Regions from separate parts of the Sus scrofa genome. Here region 1 is linked to region 2. Evidence: chromatin contacts called from public HiChIP or PLAC-seq data. All regions are on one chromosome and are shown on one strand. The core of a region is the stretch at or near the end of the contact, and the rest is flanking DNA. Distances in the headings are between cores, read along the strand shown. Region 1 overlaps MDFIC (myoD family inhibitor domain-containing protein). Region 2 overlaps LOC106506806 (a long non-coding RNA gene).

The links. HiChIP or PLAC-seq counts read pairs in DNA pulled down with a chosen protein or histone mark.
Region 1: an H3K27ac HiChIP or PLAC-seq map of alveolar macrophages shows a contact between it and region 2. The contact joins two enhancer-like sites. A contact is called at or near these places in 1 of 47 Hi-C or Micro-C datasets (embryonic fibroblasts) and 1 of 2 datasets of contacts at active chromatin or transcription factors (alveolar macrophages).

What each region holds. Positions count from the first base shown.
Region 1 is chr18:31,075,679-31,080,849 of Sscrofa11.1, forward strand. All of the region lies in intron 2 of MDFIC (myoD family inhibitor domain-containing protein), which reads right to left. Among named protein-coding and RNA genes, the nearest start is that of MDFIC, 47 kb to the right of the region's middle. Within about 2 kb of position 1,688, at least 1 of the 83 cell types and tissues checked has an H3K27ac peak or open chromatin away from gene starts, as enhancers often do. A contact at or near this core is called in alveolar macrophages, where this site is marked.
Region 2 is chr18:30,929,552-30,934,801 of Sscrofa11.1, forward strand. All of the region lies in intron 1 of LOC106506806 (a long non-coding RNA gene), which reads left to right. Among named protein-coding and RNA genes, the nearest start is that of MDFIC, 190 kb to the right of the region's middle. Within about 2 kb of position 2,025, at least 4 of the 83 cell types and tissues checked have an H3K27ac peak or open chromatin away from gene starts, as enhancers often do. A contact at or near this core is called in alveolar macrophages, where this site is marked.

The sequences.
Region 1 (5,171 bases), core at 438-2,937, 150 kb after region 2:
ACAAAGGGATAGACCATATTCAAGTCTTACCTTTTTAAATAACACACCAGAAATACTTAACATGTACAAACACAAAGCAACATATACCACAGTAAAATGAGGGTGAATAGCACTCAAAAAGCAAATACTGAAAATCTCAAATATTTGAAAATTCAGAATTCACCCAGAGGCTTTACACACTGATTACAGCTTTCAAGGACCACAAAGCATATAAAAAGACACCCCCTTAAGAAGTGTGCTGCACTCTTAGGTTTCTACTTAATACACACATCCACATACTTGGGTAGGTGCAGAACTGCTTTCTGACATGGGTCTTAGACCCCGCTCTGCCTCTGGGTGACTTTAGCCCTCCCCTGGGTGATAAGGGGCTCTGGTGGAGCAAGATACAACTCAAAAAAACTTGAAATGAAGGACTCACATCAAACAGAAAAACCTGCATCAGAAGGCTATTAAAATACAAAACTAACCAAGGCAAGATTGAGGAAAATGAAGATCACTCCATCCTATGCTGGAAAATCAGCAGTCAATATGAAATTGCAGCAAAATAGTCAATTAGACTAAGCAGCCATCAGCTCTTGGAACACTGCTTGTATACACATAAAGCCTGATGCTTTAGGGTACTCTGCAGCAATCTACCCATATATTGGTATATTGGATTTCTCATGGCTTTTGGTGGCTGCTACAATAAATAACAAATTCATTCTGACTGGCCAACATAAAAGCCTACCAGAAAAAGTAGACAGTTTTAAAAAGAAAGTTTTTTGTTTATTTGTTTTGTTTACCTGCAAGAAAGCAATACAGCCAAAGCCAGAAACACACAAATAAATGTGCTATTGTGTAAATCTAAAGAGGCACTCCCCTCTGTAGAGACAAACTTAGACATTCCATGCTCCTGGGTTGGAAAAATTAATGTTGTAACAATGGCCATACTACCCAAAGCAATCTACAGATCCAATGCAATCCCTATCAAATTACCCATGACATTTTTCACAGAACTAGAACAAACAATCCAAAAATTTCTATGGAATCACAAAAGACCCAGAATTGCCAAAGAAATTCTGAGGAACAAAAACCAAGCAAGAGGCATAACCCTCCCAGACTTCAGGCACTATTACAAAGCCACAGTCATCAAGACTGTGTGGTACTGGTACCAAAACAGACATACTGACCAATGGGACAGAATAGAGAACCCAGAAATAAACCCAGACACTGACGGTCAATGAATCTTTGACAGAGGAGGCAAGAACATGAAATGGGAAAAAGACTGTCTTTACAGCAAGAATTGCTGGGAAACCTGGACAGTTATATGCAAATCAACAAAAAGGCTTTCCTGCCTGAGTGCAAGCCTTGGTGAGGAGAGCACAGGCTAGATTTCTGCCCCCACTTGCCTTTGTGCAATTCACAGATATAAAGCCATAAACAACAGCCCTGGTAGCCAGTGATGTGGGACCACTCAAGTTCAGATGTGTTATCAAAACTTCAGCAGCCAAATTATTTGTTTGCAGCCTAAATGCATCGTGCTGATTAGGAATATTTCAGGTGCTGGAACATGGAAGAGGGGGTATCAGGGAGGTGCAAAAATGGAAGCCTGAAACTCCAGGTTCTCTCAAGCGCTTCTCCCACTCAGCAGTTTATGTAACTCCTTCACAGGGGAAGGAACCAGCCTGGGTCAAGCCTCACCACCCACAGAAGTAAAGCTAGTGGCCGGAAGCCATTAAATCAAATCTAAAGGAGACAGAGAAAGCCCTGAGTGCTAAAGCAAAAGTGGTAAAGCAAGGGACCCTCTCAAAGATCGTTATTTGACACAACTTTCTGTGACAGTGACCAGAAAAGGAAGTATGCTACCACCATCTTCAAACAAAAAAGGTGGGAGGATATTGATAAGCAACGAATAAAGACATTAAAGAAATTATATTGCTAGAAAAAAATGTGTAGCCTAGCAAGTAAAGACTTGTGACCATTCCACCCTAAAGCAATCCCTCATTCTACGTCCTTGTTACCAACAGGAAAGAACTGCTAAGCCCCCTGTAAGGGAAACCTCTCCGAAGCCCTTCTCAGAGATAACCATAAAGGATGCCCAACACTGGCCACAGAAGCCAGGTCAAGGTTAGGGAAACAGAGTTCATGGTCACAGCATCTTCTGGATTATCCTCAACCAGGGGAATATGGTATTCCCTAGACAGTTACTGTACTTGTGAGTTTACACCGTGGCTACCCTCTACTTCTTCACATTATGCAGAGAGGTTTTAAAGCATAAGGTCCAGACCATGAGGCATTCCATCCAAACGTGATTGAGATCAGATTGCTGGATCATTTCAGAGGAGGAATAAAGATCACCCAGAGGTATGTGGAATAATGACTATATGACACTAGTACTAGATGTATCATCTGCATGTGACTTTGATTTGTCTCTCATTAGGGAGAGGCAAAATACACAGTGTTTGTTCAAAAGATAACTGGATCTCATTAGGTAGAAATATTTTGAAATGATACGTAGGAAACAAATATATCTGTGTATATACACACAGAGAAATGTGTGCTGACCAGCTAAGGACTGAACAATAGGAGATAGCTATTCTCAGTCTAACCCAACGTCACCCTCTTTATTCTGGTGGCTGTATAGTATTAATGAGAGCAGGATCTCAATTTGCTGACAAAAACCCTTCAAAAGCCAGTATTTTCAGTTACATATGTTTTGTACACACAGCTTGACAACTCTAGGCATTTGCTGAATTGCCTTTGATTATATGCCAAGTGCCTTAAGGACAAGATTCTGTCTCTCGGAGTCCCATCAACCTTATCAGGCACATACCTGCTGACAAAAAAGCCTTGTACAATGTTCAGCACCCAGTGGACACCCAGTGGAAATTAACTGATGATGATAAATTATACTAGCTTTTAAGCTGTCACTTGATCCCCAGTATATAACAGCCTTCCTGAATAAATCTAGCAACAGTTTGGTATTCAATACCATTATAAACTTCATCCTTCACCTTCATGAGTCTAGGGAATTGCTATAAAAGCATAATATGAGTATGGTGGAGCCATGGCGAGGATTTGAGAAACTCTCTCAGTTATAACAAGGGAATTAAAGATTCAGTTACAGATATCAAACTATGCATAGGGCAATGCATCGAAAATACTAGTTAAATGACCTTTTTGAAAACAGCCTAAGCAAAGTCAGTACTAAATTACATAGCTAAAAGTTTTCCTCCTTCCCTGTAATAAAAGTAAATCCAACTTAACATACAAGTCAAACTGCTATCTCCTTGAGATTACCGGAGTGGGAATGCAAATGAAGTTCCAGTTAGGAGATACAGAATTAGAGGAAGCTATGAATTGCTAAATGAAACATTTAAAAATAAATTTATTTTCAGTATCTTACACAAGATAAATCAGAAGAAAAGTAAATACTGTTATTATGAATTCCCCAGAGCTTTAAGAGAGCACGTAACCCTCAAAGTTCACTGCTGAGTACTTGTTATTAGGATGGCTTTTCATTCTTCAATAAATTCCTTTAAGATATGGCCCAAGACAAGGAAACCTTTGTACTTTACTCCTAATAACAGTTCTCATTATAGATGATGCTGTCTCTGACATAAATTTAAAAATAGGACTCCAAGCAAAGTTCTCAGAATTGACTGTAAGACTGGGATGGTCCTGATTATTGGGTCCAACCCCAGTAGGAGAACCTGGTGAGTTTCCTACTAAGGAAGTAATAAATAAGCTGCCTCTGGCTAACAACAATATTCAGAAAAATGGTGCAATAAAGTTTTTCACATCTGTGGAGGTGGTATCACATGTATGAATTTAAAATTTTTCTTGTATGTGAACAACAGAATATAAACTTAAACATAATGGAATGGTTTCAATACGCAAATAACTAAATAAAACTAATACTATTTTCTCATTATCTTTTCTTCTCCTAGATGAAATCTGTTCTTTCGCCCTCTGCCAGGCTGCTTTAAATTTTGGGAGCCTGATTTAAGGAATGTCAATTTTAAATTCTTGTCTTCACCAGTAAATCAAGATAATTTTATCCTCTGTGGGAATAAAATGTTACCCAAACATAAGCACCAGGAAATGACTAAATACAGACGGAACCAAACTCATTAACCACATTTAAAGATGAATATGATTGAGATCATTTACACAAGCATCTCTTCCTCTAATTGTGCCATTAAAACACACAAAATTCATCAAGGTACCTTTGGCTGTATACTAACTTAAATAGATTATTATAAAGTGTTTGTTGAGTATAGGTTCTAGTGCCAGCCATTGCTCTAGGCATAAGGGATATTACAGTGAACAAAATTTACAAAGACCTTGCCTGCACAAATGTAGTATTATGTGTTACCTTGCATTACAAGAAATCCAAAGATAAGAAGCCCTAGAATTATTAATTTCACAAGTTCTATGTTTTCACTTCCATCCTTTGCATGCCAACTTTCCCATCTGACTGTTCCCCTCAAAGTTACAAGCCTCTCTGATGTGGCTCCAGACACCATATCCAGAAATGATGACAGTCCTTGACAAAAGAGAGCTCTTTCCGACTGTCTCATTAAAGAATAGAAAAATGCCATTTTCAGAAACCCTCTGGGGACATCCCTTAAGTTTCATTGGTCAGCACTGTGTCACGTGCTGAGTCCAAATCTTCCTCTCTGGCCCCAGAGCAAAATTTGTTTACAGGTCTGCACTCTCTACCAGACCATATGTTCCTTTGTGCAAGAAACATGTAGTTCATTCACTTGTAGGGTCACTCCATGAATATTTATTAAGTGCTGAAGGACACTTACAAATATCTGCTCCAGCACATAGATGAGTGGTCACTTAGAAAAAGTGAATGAAAGAATGACAGCAAGAAACAATAATGCTCATATTGCAGTGCCCAATTTCAATCATTTCAATAAGAGCTTTCTAAGGACATACTGGATACCTAGTCAAGTAAACAAGGAAAACAAGCGCAATTGCCTTCTCCCACACCTCCCTGATACAATGACTTCTACTTAATCCAGATAACTTTAGAACCCGAAGCAACTATCTTCACCCTCCAAACCCCCGCAACTATCCCACACACATTCTATAATTTATAAGGCCAATCATTATTTGTAACTCAAATGAGTTGGAAAAATGAGAATGTCAACTTTATTCAGCCCCAATGACCTCATATT
Region 2 (5,250 bases), core at 775-3,274:
TTCTAGCAAGTTACTCATCCACAAAACAATCATGGACTTGTTTTGAAACCAAATATGCATAAGCTCAAATTGAGACCCCTGACTTTACTAGCAAACTGGGAGTTGTTCTTGACTCCTTCCTCCCTGCATACATTTAATAAAAATCACCAGATTTTGTACATATTTTCCTCCAAGGAAGGTAGTTCTTAAAGACAAATCTTCCATCCTTAAAAACCACCACATTAGTTTAGTCCTTATACCTTCTACCTGAACTACTTTAATATCTTCTTAAATAGTCTTGATTACCAGTAGCACCAAGTTTAACAAATTACATCAGAATGTATGTTGAGGCAACTGATTAGAGAAACTGCTTGACAGTTACTAAACACATACACTTCTACCTATCATACGACCCAGACATTCCACTCCTAGATATTTACCTAAGAGAAGTGAAAACCTATGTTTTCACAAACTCTTTGTAAACAAATATTTATAGCTAGCTGCTTTAGTCACATTAGCTAACAACTGGAAATACCCCAAACATCCATCAGTAGGTGAATGGATAAACAAAATGTGTTGTATCCATACAATGGAATACTACTCAGCAATAAAGGGGCATGGATTTTTGATGAATGCAAAAACATGGGTGAGCCTTGAACACATTATACTAAATGAAAGATGTCAGACACAGAGTAGGTATTATATGATTAAATTTTAATGAGAAGCAAAAGCAAATTAGTGGTTGCCTGGAGACACGGAAAGAAAAAGGGATAGACTTCAAAGGGTGAGGAATCATCTTTGTGGAGTGATGGACATCTTTTGTGTCTTAACTGTGGTAGTGCTTTCACATACATACAACTTTCAAAGTATATGGAATTGAATAATGTGTTCAATTTAAATAGGTGCATCTATTGTACTTAATTATTCCTCAATAACATTGATAAAAGTATTCAGCACCCATGGGGCTGGGGGGTAAGTTGTGAAATAGGTAAATTATTATAATTAACAATTCTACTTTATGCATAAAGAAACTCATTCTAAAAGGTCATTGCATTGTGCTTACAAGTAAGCAGCATAGTAGCAATCTGAAGTCTAAGGATTTATCTCAATACCGTGTGGTATTCCCACTCCACTTGATCCTCCTAAGGTACATCATAGAATTTGGAGGAATGAGGTTACTCAGTGTTTTAGTGTGTAGGCTCTGGAATCATGTATTCCTGCACTTGAATCCTGGCTTTACTGTTTATAAGCTGTGATCAATTATGCACATTCTTTCAGCCCTAGTTGTCCTATCTGTGGAATGCCAATAATAATAATTATACCTACCTCATGGGATGTTTATGAACATTAAAGACACAGTACAGTGTACATAAAATAGAATCATGCCCACCATGTTGTCCAATAGATGTTAGCTATTGTGCCTCATGTTCTTCATTTGTATGAATATAGTAATATGTTCTATCTGTAGTGAGTTGAATGGTGGCCTCCAAGGACTATGTCCATATCCTAGTCCCTGGATCCTGCAAATGTTACTTTAATTTGGAAAAGGGTCTTTGCAGATGTCATTGCGTTAAAGATCTTGAGATGAGGTGGTCATCCTGGAATATCCAAATGAGCACAAATCTAATGACAAGTTCACTTATAAGAGACACAGAGGAGACAGACAGTAGGGGAGGCAATGTAACCATGCAGACAGAGATTGGAATGATACAGCCACAAGACAAAAAATGCCAACAGCCACAAGAAGCTGGAAAAGCCAGAGAATAGATTACCTCTAAGAACCCTCAGAGGTAGAGCCTCTTCACTGAATTTGAGGTTGCTAGACTACAGCATTACTAGATAGTAGATTTCTATTTTGTATGCCTCCAAGTTTGTGGCAATTTGTTAGAGCAGCACAAAGAAACTAATACGTTACCTCACAGGATCATTGAAGGATTGAAGTTGAAGTTAAACTTCTGGTGCCAGTATGTAATGCATTATGTGAAGATCAGTTATATTGTGGTTGTTGTTCTTAGCAACCAAATTCCAACTCAGAAATCTGTAGTCACATGGCCTCTGACTTGGAAGACATTGTGAAATTAAAGAAAGCCCCATGGTTAATTTCTTCAGTCTAAACTTTAAACTGATTTGTTTTGCTTTCATTTGTCTACAACAATTCCTTTAGGAAATTGATTGCTTGATGCTAATTTTAACTGTATTCATTGTTAAGTGCTCTAGGATTGCAGAACAAAGGGCACTGTAGGATGTGAGACTATATTGTTCTCTGCTATATTCTAAAGGGATTTATGACATAATTTTAAGCTAGACTCATATTTTCTATTTTTTTTAAATTTCCACTGTACCTACTTCTTTAAAATTTTATTTTTTCCAAATCTGCATCTCATCAACACAGTAATATTTTAGAAGTATTCCATTTAAAGCTCTACATATACAGTATATCAGAATGATAAATTAAAAACAAGAACATTGTCCACTTAACATGCTCTCTGTGCAGTGGCAGAGCCAGATCACATTACCTTTGTATTTTCCAGAATGCATACTAAGCATGACACTGCTCTACATTTTTTTGTAAATAATTAGGATATCCTTACACAAATCACCATTTTATCCTATCAGTTTAGGACTGTGGTTTTCATCTTAACTAACCAGCCACTTAATTCATTAGAAAGAACAAATTGTTTCACTAACTAATCTGACAATTCAGCCATAATGCATGGACTGCAAGTGTAGATGCACCTAGAGAAAAGCACTGGGATAAGCATCTGCTCCATCGCCTAGTCATGAGTACCTTGTGTTCAGTGTCCATCCCATCCATCTCACAAGCTTAGATCCAGGAAGAAAGACAGGAAGAGGGATGCAGAGAGCAAATCACTGGCTCTCCAAATTCCAAGAGTCTTGAATTACAGCAAGAGAGAAAAGCAATCAGGGTGTTCTCTATTTCTTTATTGAAAAGGGACCACACAGAGTGAGCATCAGTAACAAAATACAACTGTGAAAACAAGAATTTGGCAGGAAGGAAAGGTGTGAGGAGGAAGGTGAGAAGGGCATATTTGGAAGTATTCTACCTCATTTTTCCTGGGAATAGTTGGTGAGCCAACAACATAAATCCCCCCCCCCAAAAAAAAAGCTTAAAAACATTCATTATCTTGGAAGGTCATTTATTACACATATATGAGGTCAAGACTGGTATTCTATGAAAGAACAAGTGAGTGTTGTAAGTGGGCTTGAATTATTAAGAAATGAAATAACATGTTTATTTTCCTAAAAAAACCTCGATTGAGTAATATATTTCAAAACACATTTGGGTAAATAAAATTCCAGAAGGCATTTGTTCTTTCTTGAGTACTTAAAAACTAATAGAATATAATTTCTGAGTATATTATTAAACTTTAGTTAGAAAGCAAAGCTTGTTTTCTCCAAAAAAAAAAAAAAAGCATTCTTCCAACAATGTAGAATTTTCCACATACCTATAAAAATGCAGGGTACTCTAGGTGCATGCTAAAATAGTTTGAAAATAATTTATTTCTTATCAGTATATTCCAATGATTTGTTTCATAATCATATTTGATACAGAATTCAGTGAAAAGTAATGGTGGTGAATACCTATATAACACAGGCAAAATATTACTTCTAAAGTGGTAAATGAAAACTTCTAAAATATCAGACTTCAGATGAAAGTCATGTCTATTAGAAAAGGTAAACATTAGCTTTGGAAGAACAAATGGAATGTTTCTTAACAGGTTTGGCAAGATGAGTGGAAAGTATTTCTCATACACATTTTTTTTTTTTCTGAACAAGGGATAATTTGTGAAGGGATAAATTAGTGTAGGAAAAACAAGTTGGGAATAGATTGTAAGCAACAGTTTAATGAGTCCCATCCACAGATTCCCAGAAACTGTTAAGCATTGAGATTTGTCACTAAATATATGGTAGTGATTACCTTGAAAACCTCATTCAACTTAGAAACATACAGTTCATTGTCCCTAATGTTATTTTTTCTGAGTATTTTTGCATGTGTACAAAGTTTGCCCAGAGCTTGGAGACTGTAATTTTCCTTCTATAAATACATGGATTATCAGTGTGTTGGTTTTTACAAATACCAGTGAACAGCTGTAATTCAGACACATTTTTATGGTAGAAGTTTCCAATTATCAAGCAGAATCAATTGATAATAAGAACTTCAGCATTTATTACATACCTGGCATTGGGCGAGAAAGAAATGTTAAAAATGTGATGTGGTCACTGTTCTTAAGAATTTTACTCATTTCATTAATGAATTAAAAATAACACACAAGAAATAAGTAATAAGTGTGTGTCACTTATAAGTGCCATAGGAGTTCAAAGAAAGGAGAATAAAGATGACATTTAGGGAAGATTGAGATTATGCTGATATGCAAGGAGTATAGGATTTAACTGTGATTTTCAAAGAGGGAAGAATATCAGATTCTTTTGAAGTGGAAAGGAAGGGTGCTATTTGGGAAAAAAAAAATGCATGTTCAATATTACAACACTTTTATATTTAAAACGAATTCTAAACCAATGATTTTGGCCTTCTAATGCAAATCAAGGAAAGTAAACCTTTACAAATCCCAAGCTAGTAGGATAAACAAAAACTATAGTTCTTAATGGGGTAAGGGAAAGAAAGGCATATCAGAATCTCTCAAGGCAACAGAAATTCTGGTTTGCCATGATTGAGAAACACTGGGGAAGGGAACACAGTGGATGGAGATTCACTCTGGGTGCTGATGAGGGGGATCAAGAGGAAGTGGGAAGGACCTTGAAATATGTGGAATAGGCTAAAGATATGGGAGAGGAGAGTGGGGCTGATGGATGGAGAGGCTATTGGAAGATAAAGTAGCAAGCTAAGGTGACTGGACTCAATTTGATGGACAATAAAGAGCCACATTTGACTCATAAGCATGGGAGTGTTAGGGTGAGTGGAGCTCAAGAAAGCTAGTCTACCTGATACAGATATACAGGATGAGAAGGAACGATTGAGAGAGAAGAAAATGGAAATAGATGAGTTAGAAATCTATTGGGAAATTTAACTATGATGAGCCAGGGCTGGAGATCATGTGAGGTAGTAGGCTTTCTTCTGTCCCAAAGATATAGAAAGATGATTTCCAGTCTAGAAAACTAAAAGGACTTATTGATACTAACCTGATCATGAGGGTAATTTTGCCGGGTGAGGTTTATCCATTGTATACCAGATGCACTGAGCCCAGCAATTTCTCTAAATGTTGGAAATCTACTGTGTAATTTGTGGTGGTG